Linked DNA regions of Mus musculus: all the other regions are linked to region 3. Evidence: chromatin contacts called from public HiChIP or PLAC-seq data. All regions are on one chromosome and are shown on one strand. Each heading gives the region's core, a stretch centred on a gene start, on an enhancer-like site or on the middle of the called end of the contact. The rest is flanking DNA. Distances are from core to core; before and after follow the strand shown. Region 1 holds the start of Rdh16 (retinol dehydrogenase 16). Region 2 holds the start of Rdh9 (retinol dehydrogenase 9). Region 3 holds the start of Stat6 (signal transducer and activator of transcription 6).

The links. HiChIP or PLAC-seq counts read pairs in DNA pulled down with a chosen protein or histone mark.
Region 1: a contact with region 3 is called in a FOXA1 HiChIP or PLAC-seq map of pancreatic cancer cells. The contact joins the promoter of Rdh16 here to the promoter of Stat6 in region 3. A contact is called at or near these places in 5 of 39 promoter capture datasets (embryonic stem cells, hippocampal neurons, liver and 1 more), 1 of 115 datasets of contacts at active chromatin or transcription factors (pancreatic cancer cells) and 1 of 9 other capture datasets (pancreatic islet).
Region 2: a contact with region 3 is called in an H3K4me3 HiChIP or PLAC-seq map of intestinal villus epithelium, with 9 read pairs. The contact joins the promoter of Rdh9 here to the promoter of Stat6 in region 3. A contact is called at or near these places in 3 of 115 datasets of contacts at active chromatin or transcription factors (embryonic stem cells, intestinal villus epithelium and pancreatic cancer cells) and 1 of 9 other capture datasets (liver).

What each region holds. Positions count from the first base shown.
Region 1 is chr10:127,799,823-127,802,642 of GRCm38.p6, forward strand. It overlaps Rdh16 (retinol dehydrogenase 16), which reads left to right and starts at 1,331. Exons shown (of 4, transcript NM_009040.3): 1 at 1,331-1,688. The coding sequence starts at 1,376.
Region 2 is chr10:127,774,971-127,777,993 of GRCm38.p6, forward strand. Rdh9 (retinol dehydrogenase 9) reads left to right here and starts at 1,435. Exons shown (of 4, transcript NM_153133.2): 1 at 1,435-1,827. The coding sequence starts at 1,515.
Region 3 is chr10:127,641,421-127,644,252 of GRCm38.p6, forward strand. Stat6 (signal transducer and activator of transcription 6) reads left to right here and starts at 1,566. Exons shown (of 22, transcript NM_009284.2): 1 at 1,566-1,829.

The sequences.
Region 1 (2,820 bases), core at 81-2,580, 160 kb after region 3:
GAGAGAAGATTGGAAAATGTCCATAGAAGGAGTGCTCTAGTGTACTCACTGTTGAAGCGAGACAAGATCCAAAGCACCAATATCTGCACAAAACTTTGGTCAAGAAAGCCTAGTACTACATTTTACAAGATGCAGTTCAAAGCTAGGATTCTGGGGACATGTGTGCTAATAGCCACATGAAGGATGTCCTATTAGTTTCTGCACAAGCAGGAGCAGAGACAGAAGTGGAGGCAGGATGACAAGTAATATCAGCCATAAGTTAAACAGAATCAGGCGCAGGAGAGAAGGAACAGCAGGGCAAATGCAGAGCAGATGCAGGGGCAGCTGCCTGCTTGGAGGGAGAATGGCCCAGCTCCAGATACACAGATAACCCACTGATAACCAAGGCCCAGACCTTAAGGCAGAACTGTAATAAATCCCTTATTGCACCTCTTCCTGATAGAACCATGGTTCTTGAGAGCACAAGGACAGCTTGATTCCTTACTGGTTGGGACAGAAAGTGGTGGAAGTGCCAGGTAAGGGAACTGTGACATCATTCCTGAAGGAAGGCATCAGGTTTATTTTGAGCTGAAATCTGAGAGTCATTCAGGTATTTCTCAAAACCAGGAGCCATATGCAAAGCTCCACACACTACTCTAGAGGTTCTGTAGAAAATAATCAAGAATTCCTGGCTTTTGTAAGCCAAGGACACAAATGGAGATCACAACTCAAAAAGAATCTGTACTCATATCTGCTTTAAAGCAGGTAGCCAGGAGAAGGGCCACTTGAGATCTAAAGTCATTTCCTTTCCCAATTCAGGTCTGGGAGTCCTGATTTGTCTGGGGTCCCAGTCCCATCACCTTGTATTCCTTTGAGGTCAATTTATCATGTTTCGGGCTGGCCCTTCTATGTTCCATAACTTGCTGTATTAGGAGGGCACCAGCTCTTCCTGTCCTCTCCTGTAAGCTGTCCTAAGTCCAAGTACAGGTTACCAATAGATTTTGATTCTGTTCAAAAGGTCCTGCTTTGTGGTTCCAGAGTGCAATATGCAGAGACACAAGGTGAGTCTGGGACTGGATTGTGGGCCCTGTGTAATGAACCAAACATGTATTCTGACCTGATTCCAGGAAGCAAGGATTATAAGAGAATATATCCGTGTTGTTGAATATCAGAGGTGTTTTTCTTGGCATGGATAAATAAAGTCAAAGAACATTGTATGACTTTTGCCCCAAAGCCTGTTAAAGTCCAGAGTCACGGCGCAGCAAAAATTATAAAAAATGCAGAGGCCTGTACGTCAGCAGGGTGGAGTCCTGGATGTCTACACCTTCCTGTGTGAGCAGAGGCCAGGCTCATTTTGACACAGAGTATCTCTCTCTCTGCTTGACTTCTACAAGCCATGTGGCTCTACCTGGTGGCACTGGTGGGCCTGTGGACGCTTCTGCGCTTCTTCAGGGTGAGGCAGGTGGTGAGCCATCTCCAAGACAAATATGTCTTCATCACGGGCTGTGACTCTGGCTTTGGGACCCTGCTGGCCAGACAGCTGGACAGGAGAGGCATGAGGGTGCTGGCTGCATGTCTGACGGAGAAGGGAGCCGAGGAGCTGAGGAACAAGACATCTGACAGGCTGGAGACAGTGATCCTGGATGTCACCAAGACAGAGAGTATTGTGACAGCCACTCAGTGGGTGAAGGAGCATGTTGGGAACAGAGGTACCAATGAGAGTCCTGTTGGTGCTGTTGGTGTTCTCTATGTGTGTGAAGGGAAGGCCTGTGTAGTCTTGAAACAATTCCTGGTGGGGGTCAGGGTGGAGTTGGTGTAACTGCAGACTCTGCCCCTCTCTAGCACATCAGTATTTCATGTTACTTAGAAACTTAATCCTCTAAGCTGTGTGTTCTTAGCCAACTGGTGCCTTGGGAAGATTTCATTTGCAATTGTTATCTGTCCTCTTTGACTTTGTATGTAGAAAGACAGGATTGTTGGCTGCTGAGTCCTAGGATAGAGACTGTGAGGAGGGAGGAGAGCCCTGGGCTCCTGGGACCTGGTCTCTGTGAAGGTCATGTGCCAGCGTGCACCTGCTCTCCCAGTTCTGGAACATGTTCTCATGCACTACCTGTGCACCATGGCAGGGAGAGCCATAATCATTGCCGTGCTTAAGCCCAAAGTCAAGGAAAACTTAGGACAGAAAAAGGTAGGAAGTGGTCTCTCTTTCACCTAGAAAACACACACACACACACACACACACACACACACACACACACACTAACTTGCTTTTCCATCTGTTTCTCCCTTTTTCTCTCTCCAGCATTTGTTTTAAACAATAAATTTATTTAAAAAATGAAAGGAAAACAGTTATTATTCAAAACTCTAGACATGTCAAACTACAATTAGCATACAATTTGCTATTCAGTGGATACAAAGTAGTTAACCCTTTGACTTGTATGTATAATGTATATGCATTCTTTCCAGTTTAAGAAGGCAAGCAACATTACCACTTAAAGAACATTTTTCAGCAATAATATAGAATGAATTAAAATAACTTGACCCTTATCCACGCCCCACTGCATTTAGCAGGCCTTGGCACTGGGTATTGTTTGTTCCCTTTGTGTTCCTCTGGCTCCTGAGTTTGAGGCAGAGCTCTAGATATGGACCTGGTCACCATCTGATGGACGTTTCTCAGCTCCTTCCTGTTGGCATCAGCAGATGGTGTCACCACACTCAGCTCGTTCCATTGTCCCAAGAACTGTCTTAAGATACTTCTAGTCCATCCCGAGTCCGCAAGCATGTGTATTTTGGGATCCCAGGATCAAAAATCTACTGTATATATTTTTATTAGATTTTTTT
Region 2 (3,023 bases), core at 185-2,684, 130 kb after region 3:
GTGGGGCATTTTCTCAGTTGGTGATCAGAGGGGAAGGACCCATTGTGGATGGTGCCATCCCTGGTAGTCTAGGGTTCTATGAGAGAGCAAGCTGAGAAAGCCAGGGAAAGCAAGGCAGTAAGAAACATCCGTCCATGGTCTTGGCATCAGCTCCTGCTCCCTTACCTGGTTGAGTTCCAGTCCTGCATCCTTTGGTGATCATCAGCAATGTGGAAAGTGTAAGCTGAATAAACCCTTTCCTCCCCAACTTGCATCCTGGTCATGATGTTTTGTTCAGGAATAGAAACCCTAACTAAGACAGGTGCTAAGAGTCACATAAAGAATGTCCTAGTATCTTCTGCAGGAGAAGGAGGAGGGACAAGATTGCAGCCAGGAGGACAAGGAGTAGCAGCACTACATCATACAGGTCCAGGCACAGTGGAGAAGGAAGAGCAGGGCAAATGCAGAGCAGTCCCAGGGGCAGCTGCCCATTGGAAGGACAGTGGCCCAGCTTCAGATTCACAGTTCAGTCAACACTGATAAAGAAGGCCCAGACCTTAGTGCAGAGCTGTAATCTAACCTGTATTGGGGCACTTCCTGATAGAAACATGGTTCCTGAGAGCACAAGGACAGTCTGAATCCTTACTGGTTGGCACAGAAAGTTGTGGAAGTGCCAGGTAAGGGAATGGTGACATCATTCCTGAAGGACACCAGGCTTATTTTTGAGCTGAAATCAGAGAGTCAGTCAGACATTCCCCAGAGCAGGAGCCGTATGTAAAGCCCTACAAACTACTCTAGAGGTTCTGAGCAAGGCTTGCTGGGAAATTAAGTAAGAAATCCTGACTCAGGTGAGACAGGGGCAGTCATAGAGGTCACAACTCAAGAAAATGTGCTCATGTCTGCTTGAATTCAGGCAGCCAGGAGAAGGGCCACTTGAGAGGGAAAGTCTTTTCCTTCCTCATATCTACTCTGGGAGTCCTGATGTGTTTGGGGTCCCAGCCCCACCACCTAGTGTTCCTTTGAGGTCAGCTTTCCATGTTTGGGGCTGGCCCTTCCTCTACCTTCCCAGGAGCTGCTGTATTAGGAAGGCACCAACTCTCTCTGTCCTCTCCTGTAAGTTGTCCTGAGTCCAAGCATAGGTTACCAATAGTTTCTCATTATGCTCACAATGTCCTGGTTTGTGGTTCCAGAGTGCAAGTTGCAAAGTCTGGAACTGGACCATGGGCTATGTGTAATGACACACACATATATTCCCACGTGAGTCCAGGAAGCAAAGATCATAAGATAATAAATATGTGTCACTGAACATCAGTGATGTTTTCCTTGGCAGTGAGATAGGGAGAGGCAAAGGGCATTATATGTCTTTTGATCAGAACAGGTCAATGACCAGAGACTGAGTCACCAATAGTTATAGGGATGCAGAGGACTTCACATCAGAAGCCTGGAATCGTCAATGCCTACACCTTCCTGTGTGAGCAGAGGCCAGGCTCATTTTGACACCGAGTATCTCTCTCTCTGCTTGGCTTCTACAAACTATGTGGCTCTTTCTAGTGGCACTGGTGGGCCTTTGGACTCTCCTGTGCTTCTTCAGGGAGAGGCAGGTGGTGAGCTATCTCCAAGACAAGTATGTCTTCATCACGGGCTGTGACTCTGGCTTTGGGAACCTGCTGGCCAGACAGCTGGACAGGAGAGGCATGAGAGTGTTGGCTGCATGTCTGACGGAGAAGGGAGCCGAGGAGCTGAGGAACAAGACATCTGACAGGCTGGAGACAGTGATCCTGGATGTCACCAAGACAGAGAGTATTGTGACAGCCACTCAGTGGGTGAAGGAGCGTGTTGGGAACAGAGGTACCACTGAGAGTCCTGTCTGTGCTGTTCGTTTTCTGTCTTTGTGTGAAGGGAAGGCCTGTGTAGTCCTGGAAAGATTCCTGGTGGGAGTCAGGGTGGAGTTGGTGTAACTGCAGATTCTGCCCCTCTCTAGCACATCAGTCTGTCCTCTTACCTCTACACTGAGTCCTCCAAGCTGTGTGTTCTTAGCAAATTGTATCTTATATCTTGGGTATCCTAAGTTTTGGGCTAATATCCACTTATCAGTGAGTACATATTGTGTGAGTTCCTTTGTGATTGGGTTACCTCACTCAGGATGATGCCCTCCAGGTCCATCCATTTGCCTAGGAATTTCATAAATTCATTCTTTTTAATAGCTGAGTAGTACTCCATTGTGTAAATGTACCACATTTTCTGTATCCATTCCTCTGTTGAGGGGCATCTGGGTTCTTTCCAGCTTCTGGCTATTATAAATAAGGCTGCTATGAACATAGTGGAGCATGTGTCCTTCTTACCGGTTGGGACATCTTCTGGATATATGCCCAGGAGAGGTATTGCGGGATCCTCCGGTAGTACTATGTCCAATTTTCTGAGGAACCGCCAGACTGATTTCCAGAGTGGTTGTACAAGCTTGCAATCCCATCAACAATGGAGGAGTGTTCCTCTTTCTCCACATCCTCGCCAGCATCTGCTGTCACCTGAGTTTTTGATCTTAGCCATTCTGACTGGAGTGAAGTGGAATCTCAGGGTTGTTTTGATTTGCATTTCCCTGATGATTAAGGATGTTGAACATTTTTTCAGGTGCTTCTCTGCCATTCGGTATTCCTCAGGTGAGAATTCTTTGTTCAGCTCTTAGCCCCATTTTTTAATGGGGTTATTTGATTTTCTGGAGTCCACCTTCTTGAGTTCTTTATATATATTGGATATTAGTCCCCTATCCAATTTGGGATAGGTAAAGATCCTTTTCCAATCTGTTGGTGGTCTTTTTTGTCTTATTGACAGTGTCTTTTGCTTTGCAGAAGCTTTGCAATTTTATGAGGTCCCATTTATCGATTCTCGATGTTACAGCACAAACCATTGCTGTTCTATTCAGGAATTTTCCCCCTGTACCCATATCTTCGAGGCTTTTCCCTACTTTCTCCTCTATAAGTTTCAGTGTCTCTGGTTTTATGTGGAGTTCCTCAATCTACTTAGATTTGACCTTAGTACAAGGAGAT
Region 3 (2,832 bases), core at 316-2,815:
CTGACATGCAAAAAGCCCTGGGTTCAGTTCTTAGCATCACAAGCCCTCTTGCTGTTTGTTGCATATTTCTAAGCCTGGTACTTGGGAGGTGAAGTTAAAGTTTGTCCTTGGTTACTAGGCAATTTCAAGGCCATCCTGGGCTACATGACCCTTTGTCTCAACAACAGCATCAACAACCACAGTCCAACCAAGTAGCTGAGCAACAACAACAACAACAAAAGTACCTCCTGCTTGCTGTTTACTAGGTGACCAGAGTTCCTCTGAGCCTTTATGTATCAGTATATTCTATTCTCACAACCCCACAGCTTAAGCCACTCTGCGTGCTCCGTCCTACAGATAATGAACCAGCCAATTCTGCAGTTAGCATCTTTGGCAGGACTTGAACACAAATAGGTCTTGCTCAGAGTCCATGATTATATTATATGTACATGTACAGTTTGCTCTGGCACCTGGGTGGATCTAAGTTTGCACTGTGTACAGTGCCCACGGATGTGCAGTGGAGGAATCAGCTCAGGCACCAGGGGGCGCCAGAAGCCTGGCTTTTGCTCTTTCAGCCCAGCCCTGAAAGGCAATGGAAAGCCAAAATTCCAACTTGACACAGCCACCCTCAGACTATCCCTCCATACACTCGACTTTCAGGTTTGGCCTTTTGTTATCCTCCCCAACAAAAACTACAGGACAGTCCTCTGGTTATGATGGTGATTCAGAGGCTGAACAAGGGGCGTGTGTGTGTGTGTGTGTGTGTGTGTGTGACTCTAAGAGGCTCTGAGGGCTGTCATGTGTGAGAGCCTGCTGCTACATGTGTAAAGCTCAGACACGCGCGTGTGCGTGTGTGTATGTGTGTGTGTATGCGTGTGTGTGTGTGTGTGTGTGTTTTCTTGTGGCCAGGGAAATTGCACATATTTGTTTTGGGGTGTGTCTCAGTGTTTACCTCAGAAACAGATAGGAACTTTGCCAAGGTTGCACAGCATATTCACATTCAAACTTGGCACCCTGGCAGCCCTCAGTGGCTATCACTAGGGTTTGGGACGTGGTATCCCCGAATGAATTCCTTTTCCTCCAAGGGACTCCCGGAGACTTCCAGAATTCTGAGCTAAGGGTTCCCCTCCCCCACTTCCTCCCTACAGTATCACGGGACTTCTAAGGCGTTCCTGCCTTGGAAGGAGGTGAGCCTAATTGTGCAGGGGCCTCGGGCTCCCAGCTGTTTTTCAGGGTCCTCCACTGGAGGACGCACACAACCCAGATGTCCCATAGCACAGTTCCCCGAGGTCCCAATCTCTGGCCCGGAGAAAGTTTGTGTGGTAGCTAGGCAGTTCGGGGTGGCATGCCTCTGCCAGATATTAGGTGACTTTTCCGAGGAGTGGGGAATGGATCAGTGCTAAGGGGATTAGAGTAAAGGTCAGCCTCCCTCCAGTGTGGTTCAATGGAGCTCCAGCTTTGCCCTCCCCACTACGTGCTTCCCCACCGGGTACATACAGGTTCACCCCACTTTCTTCCTCTTCCTCCTCCAGCCCACTTTCTCTTCTCTGTGTCGTCAGAGCGCCAGGGAGGGACCTGGGCAGACAGAGAAGCCGGAAACAGCAGGCCGGGGCAGCCAGGGTTTACAGTGAAGAAGGCCCGGAGACGAGTGCGTGCGTGCCTGTGTGTGTGTTTGTGTGTGTGTGCGCGCGCTCGAGCGTGTGCGCGCGTGCCTGTGTGCATATGTGTGTGTGTGTCTGTACACATTGAGTTTTTAGGGCCAGCCCAGGACCCGCTGGACAGACCTACAGACCCATGGGGCTTGGTAGTGCCCTCTGAGAGAGGGAGAAGATAGCAGCGGGGCTGCTGAGGTGAGGGGACGTCTGCGAGTAGGGAAGGTTATGGGGGGGCTTTGACGAACCACGAGGGATGGATTTTCGGGGCCTCTCGGATCCTCCCCCCTGGGCGGGGCAGTTGGTCCCCTGAAAATAGTTTCATCTGGGGTTAGCTGACGGCACTGGGTTTTGGCAGTTTCCAACTTTCGAAGGACTCGGGTGGGTACAGGCCTCCACATTCCGGTCCCCAACGTGTCGCGTCACTTTCCCCAATCCTCAGCCCTGCGCCTCCTGGGTCTTGGGACAGTCGCTGGGCAGAGGAGAAGAAAGGTTCTCTGGGTTGGGGGACATGGCTGCCTTTCCCTAGAAGTTGATGCTCCAGGGTCCCCGAGCCTGTCCAACCCCTAGCTGCTGCCCGCTAAAGGTTCCTACTCAGGGTGTGGCTGGAGGGTGAGAGAGACCCAGATGTAGATCTCATGGTGCCCCAGAGGAGGGGGACTTTCCCCCTCACTTTTTTGGCCGCAGTAAACCCTGAGATTTCCCCGTGGAGGGCAGCCGGCTGGGGGTTAACCCTCCTCATGCTGACCTGGCTCCACCTCCTCCCACCCTTTCCCACCCCCACCAGCGCCGCCACCGTCATATATACACGCACATTGGACAACTCAGGGAAGCCCTTGACTTTTGATATTGGGGTCACACGGCCAGCGGACTCGGAATGCGGGAGTGGAGGGGATAGATTTAGGCCACCAAGCTTACGAAGAAGCTTCTAGGTTGTCGGGCTTCCCCTACGGCGGGGAGGGGGAGCCTGGAAGGGAAAGCTCGCCCCGCCTCTTGAAGTGTAGCTCCGCCTTCCCACCCTAGGGGACTGATCTCAAGAAAGGACGGTCCTTGTCCTAGCCCGACCTATAGACCCTGCAACGTTACCGGCAGCTCAGGAGAAAAATATGGCTTAATGGCGTCTGGGGTGGGGGAAGGATGAGACTTGAGTCACTCTACAGGGAGATTTAGAGGAAATTGGAGCTGTTCCTGGCTTGGCGGT